Regions from separate parts of the Sus scrofa genome. Here all the other regions are linked to region 1. A link is a contact called in public HiChIP or PLAC-seq and promoter capture Hi-C data. All regions are on one chromosome and are shown on one strand. Each heading gives the region's core, a stretch centred on a gene start, on an enhancer-like site or on the middle of the called end of the contact. The rest is flanking DNA. Distances are from core to core; before and after follow the strand shown. Region 1 holds the start of MYO19 (unconventional myosin-XIX). Region 2 holds the start of PPM1D (protein phosphatase 1D). Region 3 holds the start of ACACA (acetyl-CoA carboxylase alpha).

Region 1 (3,525 bases), core at 39-2,538:
AAGATCCTTCAACCCCCTTCCGAGGGGTGTGCTTTAGCAAAAGCACCGTCCCCTAAAAGGACAAGGTGAAGGAAGAAGGCCGAAAGAAGCAAGATCCGGGGAGAGGGGCCCAAAGTGCGTACGGAGCTACAGCCTGGAGGCCCGCAGAGGTTACCGTACGACCCACTGCAAAGGCGAGTTTGTGGGGCCTGCCGGAGAGAAGGCCTCGCCTAGGAGTTGCAACACACTCTTTCTCCAGTGCGCAGCGCTCGGCCTGGGGGAGGGGGAGGAGGGGAAACAGCTGCCAGGGGAGCGGCGAGCCCGGCCCGGCCCGGCCCGCTCACCGTGAGGGTGTCGTCTATGTAGAGGGGAATCTGCCTTCTCTCGAAGGGGAACTCCTCCTCCCCGTCCCTGCACACTGCCACCAGTCGCGCCATCGTCCCCGACGCTGCCGTTGCCACCGTCACCACCTCCTCCCAGCTGCTGCTGCCGCCGCCGCCGCTCCTGCCGCTGCCGCTGCCGCCTCCTCCCTGCTCCTGCCTGCAACAGCCAAACCCCGCGAGCGTAAGCACCCGCCGCCGCGCAGCACATTCGCCACGGGGGGGAGGGAGAAGAGCAGGAGGGGACAGGAGAGCTGGGCTGCGTTTCCCATCACCCGATTCCACACGCGCTCAGCCAATCAGCGCGGAGCAGCGCTGGGACCCGCCCCCTCGCGCCGCTGTCCCTCCCCACCCCCCACACCGCCGGCCTCCAGTCTGGGTCCAAAGGAGAGGCGGAAGGGACCTGCCGGCCCCGGGGCTTCCCCAGATCGTCAGCGGAGTCCCGGTTCTAGGACCCAACTCCCGACCTCCGGTCCAATGCCCGCAGCCCGCTGCCCACCGCCCACTGTCCGGGAGCCCTCAGCTGACCCCTTCTCCCCCTTTAAGGGCGCGCCCCGCCCAGTCAGTCCCCTGGGCTGCAGTTGCCCAGCGCGACCCCGCCCCTGGGAGGGGTCGACCCCGCCTCAGCTCTGCGGAGTCCGTGGTGGGAGTCTCAGACCCTTTCCTCACACTTCTTGGAGGTGGTCTCACGGTTCTGACCTTCACCGTTTTCGTGGTCGCCTCCCTGACCCCCACCTCGGCTCCCCGTTACCGGCTGACGAGGCCCGCGTCAGGGCCGGCCTGGGCGGGAGCGCGGCTCCGAATGCCGTTTCCTCTCCAGGCTCAGTCAGCCGCTCGCGCCACGGGTAGTGGGGGAGGGAGGGCGGGGGACTTGGGGAGGGTGGGGCAGGGAGGGGCCGAGAGCGCCGGGCGGGGGCCCCGCCTCCTCTCGCGAGACTCCGAGACTCCAGAAGGCTGCTCTTTGGTCCCCTCTTTCGAAACCCTGATGGAGGGGGTGGGGTGTTCCCCTGGGGGGTGTCTCCGATGCGTGACCTGCACCCTCCTCCTCGTCTAGCTACTCACATAAATCCGAAATAGGGCTGCTAGGAGGAGTGAGTAGGTCCCCCACTGCGCGGGCCTAGGAACCGCTCTCCCGAGAGCCGAGGGGCGAAGGGAGCGGAGCCGAGATGACTCAGGGCCGACCCGAGGGTCGGGGCCCAGTGAGGACTTGGGTAAGTGGAGAGGAGCTGAGACTTTCCAGGGCACTGAGAGCAGAAGACGGGAGTGCGGGAAGGGGAGACGAGCATCCGGGGGCTAAGAGACAAATTCTGGGCTGGTTTCTAAGTCCTTGACGCCGCTTTCCGTGACCCCCGATTCACCAGGAGCCAGCCGCGTCGCTGCTTCCCAGACTTGAGTCCAGATATCGCCGGAGGGAGGGGGGGGGCAAAAATATTTAAGTGCTGACAGTTTTTTGTTGTTGATAACAATGGAGGCGAATAGAAGACTATGGCTTGTGTATACGTCCCGGGCAGAGAAACTTCTTGAGCTGGGTTAATATTAACTTAAAGACTCAGTCAGGACACCGGTTCCCTTGGGCAAAGTACTGGTACTGGCCAAAGGCCTTTCCCTCTGACCCTCTTCTGAGAAGGAGAGCTGCTGTCAGGACAAAGTCATGTATACATCATTCCACCATGTACTCAGTTCCTACCTTTAAGGCTTTGAAGACCTGTTTGTAAAACCAAAATTGTTGGAAAGTATTTAGCCTATGAAAGCTTTGACGATTTTAAGGATCAGTCCATTTGCAACTAACTAATTCTGGTGACATCTGTATCTCCTGTTAGAATAGGCTAGAGCTGTGATACTGACCTTTAAAAAGTATTTTGGTTATCACGTGAAATCTTAGACATTCACAACAAAAAACCCCACAGTGCATCCTTAGCTATGTTGACTTATGACATTGTGTGGTCACTATTAGGGTAGGTGACATAATAAACTGGAAGAACCATTGTTCAGTCCCAAAGGTATGATTATCCAGTAAGTATTTATGTCTTTGGCTCTAATGGAGAGCACAACAGTGTGTGATCCTTCGCTTAAATTCAGGATATGCAGACAGGATGTGCATGTAGGTTCTGACAGATTAGACTACATAGCCAGAACCTGGGCATTTTTAGAGAATCTTTTGTTTTATGTAAAAACACTCTTAACAAAAAAAAAAAAGAATACTGTGCTTTAAAGCTCTGAAGGTGCTCCTATAAAGACTATATCAAGGAATATACCTACTTTATACCTTATAAACTTCCTTTGGATTATGGTCAGTAAAGGACATTAAAAATGACAAGTTCAAGGAGTTCCCGTTGTGGCCCAGTGGTTAACGAATCCGACTAGGAACCATGAGGTTGCGGGTTCGGTCCCTGGCCTTGCTCAGTGGGTTAACGATCCGGCGTTGCCGTGAGCTGTGTAGGTTGCAGACGCGGCTCAGATCCTGCGTTGCTGTGGCTCTGGCATAGGCTGGTGGCTACAGCTCCGATTAGACCCCTAGCCTGGGAACCTCCATATGCCGTGGGAGTGGCCCAAGAAATAGCAAAAAGACAAAAAAAAAAAAAAGTTCAATATATAAGTGCTAATTTTGTATTTTTAATTAAAAAATTTTATTATGATTTACAGTGTTCTGTCAATTTCTGTTGTACAGCAAAGTGACCCAGTCGTGCACTCTTTCTTACATTATCTTCCATGATGTCCCATTACAAGTGATTAGATATATAGTTCCCTGTGCTATACAGCAGGATCTCATTGCTCGTCCACTCCAAATGCAAGAGTTTTTGTCCACTAACCCCAGACTCCCAATCCATCCCAATCCCTTCCCCTCCCCCCTCAACAAACTTAAGTCTGTACTACATGTCCATGATCTTTTCAGTTTTGTCAATAGATCATTTGTGCCATATTTGAGGCTCCTCATGTGTGATATCACATGGTGTCTTTCTTTTTCTGACTTCACTAAGTATGAGAGTTTAGTTCCATCCATGGTGCTGCAAATGGCATTATTTTGTCCTTTTTATGGCTGAGTAGTATTCCATTGTATATATGTACCACATCTTTCTAATCCATTCATCTGTCGATGTGCATTTAGGTTGTTTCCATATCTTAGCTATTGAGAATAATGCTGTGATGAACATATGGGTGCATGTAT
Region 2 (3,434 bases), core at 664-3,163, 540 kb after region 1:
AAATGGCTGATAACAGATGTTGAAACCTAAAGGGTGGAGAGAAATGGTTAGGATGACTGGTGAAGAGCAGGGTACTGAATCAAGAGAGTAGCATGGAGATGCTAATCAGGGTAATGATGGATGACCCTGAGGCTACTGATTGTGACTGAGGGAAAAGGATTATAGAGAATGAAGTAATGATCCCTTTGTAATCTCTACAAGGGGAAGGGAAGTTGGGTAAACTATTTAAGAGGAATAATATAGAGCTACATAAACTGTTCTTTTTGGCAGGTCTTGTGTTATGGAGATTATTGGATTAGAATTGCTAATATTTCACCTTTTTTTGCATTTAGTATAAAATGTTGTCTATAGATTTCCTTCTAGTGTTATAATTACTAGGTTTTGATAACAGGATTATGATCACCTTTCAAAACAAGCTGGGATTTTTTCCAAGTGTTTTTACACTCTGGAACCATCTGGTCTGGTGCATTTTAACATAGGGCTTATCTTTGATTACATTTTTAATTTAATGGATCTATTCAGATTTTCTCCATTTCGGGGTGATTTTACTTCTTTTATTGGGAGGATTTTTTTTCTAGTTGTATTTCTTGTGCCAGATGTCAAAAAAATGAGCATGGAGTTCCCCTCCTGGCGCAGTGGTTAACGAATCTGACTAGGAACCATGAGGTTGCAGGTTCGGTCCCTGCCCTTGCTCATTGGGTTAACGATCTGGCCTTGCGTGAGCTGTGGTGTAGGTTGTAGACGCGGCTCAGATCCTGCGTTGCTGTGGCTCTGGCGTAGGCTGGTGGCTACGGCTCCGATTAGACCCCTAGCCTGGGAACCTCCATATGCCGTGGGAGCGGCCCAAGAAATAGCAAAAAGACAAAAAAAAAAAAAAAGAGAGAGAGCAGTTTTTTTCCCTATTCCCAGTTCAGTACCAGGAGCATTTCATTTGGAAATTTCTAAGGCTGTACAGGAAGGGGCACACAGGAGAGGTGATGGTGAAGTGGCCGAAAACTGAAAAAGTGAACTTTAATTTGACTCACAGGAACATTTGCTGTTGATAACAAACTGACCTGCCAACTCTGAGGCTTATTTTAATGCCGTCGAAATCCGGGCAAAGGTTTTAGGGCTTAGATTGCAACCCATGGGAGAAGAGGAGAGACGATAACCAAGGTCTTGGAGCACTCGAGCGCTGGGCAGTTTTTGTAACCTATTTTCAAGTGGTCTGTTCAAGTGATTCCGCCGAAGGACTAAAATGCTGCATCCAGGGCTCATCGGGGAAAGTACTACTTTTAGCAAAAGCTGAAAAGAACTTAAAACATAAGCCGTTTAAGTGTCCGACATACCTAGTTTATGTGAAACGAGACCGTGCAGCCAATGGTGGAAATTTCCCGTGTTTTCTTAACACAAAGTGGATTTCCTTTCACAACTCCCAGTCGGATCCATCCCACCCAAGTCCAGTTCGACAGTGCCACGCTTTTCCCAGCCTATTCACAAACCACCTTCCAAACTGAGGTTTCCCGCCACTTCAAGAAATGGAAGGTTTTTCTCTCTAGATTCTTCACACTCGTGCGAGGCCCGAGCCTACACGGCTTTTCCCACCAGGCAAGCAACGCAACGCCCTGGGCAGCAGGCTGCAATTCGACCGCGGGGACGGAGCAAAAAGGTGACAGAGAAGGCGCTAGATAAGCGTTTAGCACCCGCCGAAAAGCCGGAGGACGAAACCGCCCACTGCAAAGCGAAAGCCAGCCGGGTAGCGCGCTGGCTTCGCGCCCGCGCAGGGAGGAGGGAGTGCGGCCGTTGTAGGGAGAAGGGAGGGGCGGAGGGCGTGTTCGCCCCCAACTCGACTCCGGATTGGTCGGCCCCAGAGAGCCGAGTGACGTCAGCCGGGGAGAACGTCCGATTTGTGTGGTGGGCGCGGGCAGGCGGGGGAGGCGCATTGCGCAGGCGCAGCTGCTAGGCTCCGCTTGCCCGGGCGCTCCGGCCCAGCTCTCGCGGACAAGTCCCGACATCGCGCCCCCCCACCTCCGGGACCGCCCCCTCCCCCTTCTCGGCGTCGTCGAAGATAAACAATAGTTGGCCGGCTAGCGCCGAGTGTCTCCCGCCGCTCGGCGGGCTGCGTGGGACCGGCGGGATCTCGGCCAGCCGGCCATGGCGGGGCTGTACTCACTGGGAGTGAGCGTCTTCTCCGACCAGGGCGGGAGGAAGTACATGGAGGACGTTACTCAGATCGTGGTGGAGCCCGAGCCGACAACTGAAGAAAAGCCCTCGCCGCGGCGGTCGCTTTCTCAGCCGTCGCCCCCGCAGCGGACACCGCCGGCCCTTCCTGGAGGCGAAGTCTCGGGGAAAGGCCCAGCGGTGGCAGCCCGAGAAGCTCGCGACGCTCCGCCGGACGCCGGGGCCTCGCCAGCTCCCGGCCGCTGCTGCCGCCGCCGTTCCTCGGTGGCCTTTTTCGCCGTGTGCGACGGGCACGGCGGGCGGGAGGCGGCACAGTTTGCCCGGGAGCACTTGTGGGGTTTCATCAAAAAACAGAAGGGCTTCACCTCGTCCGAGCCGGCGAAGGTGTGCGCTGCCATCCGCAAGGGCTTCCTTGCTTGTCACCTCGCCATGTGGAAGAAATTGGGTAAGTTCCCCGGCTTATTTGGCGCCCGCCTCTTTTTCAGGAGACTGTAGCGCCAGGTTGGGGGCCGTAGCTGCAGCACTGCAGGTCCCCACAACGAGAGCGCTCTCAGTGTCCATCGGTGGGAGTGAAGACTCTTCTAGGTGGAGGTCCGGGCAAACAAAGTAGCTTTGGGCAGGACAGGATTACTGTCTCTGTGCAAACGCTCCACGTTTTATTTACACCCCCCATCCCCGCCAAGGATCAGTGGGGGAGCGGTCCTCTCCCTTCGCGATTTCACTTTGGTGGCGGCCAGCGAAAACATGTTTGAAACCTGGCGCCAGATTTGGCCAAAAGATTCATTGAAGACACGGTGCTGCCTGAAACACGCAAAGGAAGCGGGAGATGGCAAAAATTAGAGCGTTTCCTTCGAATTTGTCACAATTTTGCTTTTGAAAGACTCGGTTGTCTCCTACGGGCGGTGTCAGTCCTCCAAAATTGACCCCTGGTGGCTGGTAGTTAGAGTAAACTGTTAGGCTAACAAGTTATCCGGCGACCTAAAGGCTTGGAAGGAATTTCGTGTGTGTGGTGGTCATCAAGTGTTTCTAGGATCTTTATGCTTGTACTGCTCATGAAAACCAGCGCCGAATGCATTCTTACCGCCTAAATTGATCCTACGTTAAGAATACGTGTTAAATTCAGCTAGGGCTTTTTTAAAGTGCACTTTTTTTTTTTTTTTGCTGAAGTTGCTATTAGCTAATTGCTGTCAGATAGTTCTCAGCAGTTCCTAGTTAAAAGTTCTTTGTAGCTAAATTGTAGCTGCTCGTCAAAGTAGCAAGAGATAAGGAATTGC
Region 3 (3,569 bases), core at 957-3,456, 730 kb before region 1:
ACTTAACCTTAACCCACTGTGCTTGCTTGTGAGCATAAAGTAGAATGGGCAGGAAAGTGAGAATTAATTGTGGCTTTAAAAACTAACTTTTTGGACACAACTTACAATAAGATGTTGACATCATGACATATATAATTGATAGAAAAAATTACAAAACAATATCCTCTATGGTATACTTCTTGATATTTTCTATTCTGTTTAATTTTTAAAATGTTGGTTGTAACCCCCACTAAAAAAATTTCTTAGTATTCTGCTTGTTGGTAACCCATAGTTTGAAAAACCCTGGTGCTAGTGCATCGTAGCATACAAAATCCTTTCCTACCCTCTTAGTCCTTACAGCAGTCCCATGCGGTACTTAGGATGAGGTGACTCAGAGATGTTAAGTGACTTGTTCAAGTTTGCACCGCCAGTACTTAGCTGAGTCAGAGTGTGATCTTGGTCCTAGCTTTTGACTCCACCTCCCCTGGAACCTTTGGTTGCATCCCATTCAAACTGCTTACCTTCTCTTTTCTCACTCCCTTCTGTGCTGCAATTGTAGGGAATAATACTAGCTCAGACTACACATTGGGTAAATGCTAATTTGTCACCTGGCATCCGTATGCTGTCCCCAGTCCCGTTTGGGGTCCTCCCTTAGAAGTTCTGGATTTCCCTATCTGTTTAAAGAGGATCTTTTCTTCTTTTTTCTTCACTACCCTGGACCAGTGGTTTTCAAGCCTGGATTTAGAAGAGGTCCATTAGTTGTGGAACTTAATATTCAGATCTCTGGGTCTCCGGCAGGGATTCTGATTCAGCAGATCTGGAATGGAGCTTAGACGTACACATTTTTTGTGTGTTTTTGTTTTTTATTTTTATTTTTTGTCTTTTTAGGGCCGTACCTGCGACATATGGAGGTTCCAGGCTAGGGGTCCAGGCAGAGCTGTAGCCACCGGCCTACACTGCAGCCATAGCTACGAGGGATCTGAGCCGAGTCTTTGACCTACACCACAGCTCATGGCAACACTGGATCCTTTACCCACTGAGTGAGGCCAGGGATTGAACCCACATCCTCATGGGTACTAGTTGGGTTCATTAATCACTGAACCACAATGGGAACTCCTGTTTTTGTTTTTTAAATAATTTTTAAGGTTTTTTTTTTTTTTTTTTTTTTTTTCTTTTTAGGGTTGCACCCGCGGCATGTGGAAGTTCCCAGGCTAGGGGTCTAATCGGAGCTACAGGGATCAAACCCTCATCCTCATGGATACTCATGGGCTGGGTTCATAACCCATTGAGCCACAATGGGAACTCCCTCCATTCATCTCTTTTTAAAAAAGCTCCACAGGTAATTGTTATATGTAGTCAAAGTTGAAAATTTCTACCCTGGATACATTAAAATTGTTGGGCATAGGAGTTCCCTTCGTGGCGCAGTGGTGAACGAATCCAACTAGGAACCATGAGGCTAGGCTGCAGGTTCAATCCCTGACCTTGCTCAGTGGATTAACAGATCCGACATTGCCGTGAGCTGTGGTGTAGGTTGCAGATGTGGCTCGGGTCCCACGTTGCTGTGGCTGTGGTGTAGGCTGGCAGCTACAGCTCTGATTAGACCCCTAGTCTGGGAACCTCCATATGCCATGAGGGTGGCCCAAGAAATGGCAAAAAGACAAAAAAAAAAAAATTGTTGGGCATAGACGGACACCCAGGATTTGGGGAATAGCTAGAGACTCCTTGGTCCCTAGAGTTTAGGGACTTAATAATGAGAGACCTGTTCTTTCCCTGGCTCCCAGCCTTTGTGGGTGGGTACAAATATTTGGCAACATAATCATAACTTGAATTGTAGAGAATCTAGTGGTTCTCTTCTTTCCACTGCCTCCTTTTTGATGGAATATTGGAAATCATAGGGTTGAAATGTGTACATAGTTGGAAAAAGTACCTTGTAAAATGGTTAGCTTGGGTTATTGTTTTAACACTTTTTATTGTTTTTAATACTTTTCATGAATAATGAAGTTTTTGAGTGTGTAATGCTTTTGGTTTACAGATTTAAGCAAATGACAAACAACTGAACTTTATACTTCAAGTTAAATAGTGTATTTGACCAGAAAAATGATACTTTGAGTATTAGTTTTATACTATAATGAAACAGGAATTGATAAAATTTGAGTTTCTAACGAAAAAAAAAACCTTCAAATCTCTCTCTCTCTCTCTCTCTCTCTCTTTAGTTCTTTTTGGAGGTGGATATCTGCTCAGACAATAAGAATTATAAGAGGTCAGTTACAAATAATGCTCCTTCATGTTTACAGTGTGATTACAAATTTTATGTTTGTTGCTAAAATATTAAACTGTAGGCTTTTATGTTGAAAGGCACCTTGCACAGAAGAATATAGGCAGACTGGGGTCGGGGGGTGACCTGAAGTGAATGAGTCTGGCAGGGGTAGTATTCCATCAGCTCTTCTCAATTTGGGGCTGGAATCGGTGGAAATGGGACGGGCCGCACAGTAGCTTCTAGAGTATCTGGGCAGCTACTCAGTGATTTTCCATACGAGACCTGTCTTTTCTGTGGTTTATAGGCTAGTGCCCGAGAGTGCCACTCAGGAGAGTTGCCAGTTGGTGGACAGGCTCTTTAGTTGTTGACCCAGAGCTGCTCTCAGTCTTTGGAAGGGGATGGCTGCCTTCTCGTTCTTAGCAAGGAAGGAACAATTTGAAGTTGACCTTCTGGAGCCTTTCATTTATTTGTTAATCCTTTCTTTTTTCTTCTGTGGAATCAGAGAATTGCTCTTTTCTCAGTGAGATTTATTTTTGTATGTAGTTATCTAATTTTGGTCAGGTTATTAGCTGCCTCAGATGCCTTATTTCTCTTGTGAAGAAGCCAGCAGTAGGAGTTCCCACTGTGGCACAGCAGAAACAAACCCAACTAGGAACCATGGGGTTGCAGGTTCCATTCCTGGCCTCGATCATTGGGTTAAGGGTCTGGCGTTGCCACATGCTGTGGCGTAGGCCGGCGGCTACAGCTGTTATTCAACCCCTAGCCTGGGAACCTCCATATGCTAAGGGTGCAGCCCTAAAAAAGCAAAAAAAAAAAAAAAAAAAAAAAAAAAAAAAGCCAGCTATTCTGTGTTAGTTGAGATGGCATTTGGATTTTTTTTTTTTTTTTTTTTTTTTGTGGCCACACCTGTGGCGTATGGAAATTCCTGGGCCAGGGATTGAATGCATACCAATGCAGTGACCTGAGCCACTGCAGTTGGATTCTTAACCCATGTGCCACAGCGGGACTTCTTAACCTGTGATTTTTAAGCTTGACTGTTCACTGCTCTAAATGTGAAAGAAGTAGCCTTTTTACTGGTGTACCTTTTGGGGTTCGTTAGAGTGGTCAATCTGCTAGAACTTTTCCCTTTCACCCTCTCTCTCCTTTTTTCCTCTTTTTAAATTATTTGGTTTTCTTTGAAGGTTCTGGAAGTGAGCCGGATTATGAAATTGGGAGACATTAAAATTTTTTTTAAGAAACTTATTATTCCAAGGGAGATAAGTATAATGAATTTAGATGTCAATTTTCCTGCTTGTGTGGTATTTCCATATTTGATTCTAGTTTTAAAAATTAA

The links. Promoter capture Hi-C pulls out the DNA fragments that hold promoters and counts their contacts. HiChIP or PLAC-seq counts read pairs in DNA pulled down with a chosen protein or histone mark.
Region 2: a promoter capture Hi-C map of liver shows a contact between it and region 1, with 2.5 times the contacts expected there. The contact joins the promoter of PPM1D here to the promoter of MYO19 in region 1. A contact is called at or near these places in 2 of 5 promoter capture datasets (fetal liver and liver) and 1 of 2 datasets of contacts at active chromatin or transcription factors (alveolar macrophages).
Region 3: a contact with region 1 is called in an H3K27ac HiChIP or PLAC-seq map of alveolar macrophages, with 8 times the contacts expected there. The contact joins the promoter of ACACA here to the promoter of MYO19 in region 1. A contact is called at or near these places in 1 of 5 promoter capture datasets (liver) and 1 of 2 datasets of contacts at active chromatin or transcription factors (alveolar macrophages).

The regions. Positions count from the first base shown.
Region 1 is chr12:38,071,731-38,075,255 of Sscrofa11.1, reverse strand. It overlaps MYO19 (unconventional myosin-XIX), which reads left to right and starts at 1,288. Exons shown (of 26, transcript XM_021067311.1): 1 at 1,288-1,570. It overlaps GGNBP2 (gametogenetin-binding protein 2), which reads right to left and starts at 1,223. Exons shown (of 13, transcript XM_005669028.3): 1 at 324-1,223. The coding sequence starts at 416.
Region 2 is chr12:37,534,638-37,538,071 of Sscrofa11.1, reverse strand. It overlaps PPM1D (protein phosphatase 1D), which reads left to right and starts at 1,913. Exons shown (of 6, transcript XM_005669013.3): 1 at 1,913-2,605. The coding sequence starts at 2,134.
Region 3 is chr12:38,799,062-38,802,630 of Sscrofa11.1, reverse strand. ACACA (acetyl-CoA carboxylase alpha) reads left to right here and starts at 2,206. Exons shown (of 55, transcript NM_001114269.1): 1 at 2,206-2,239.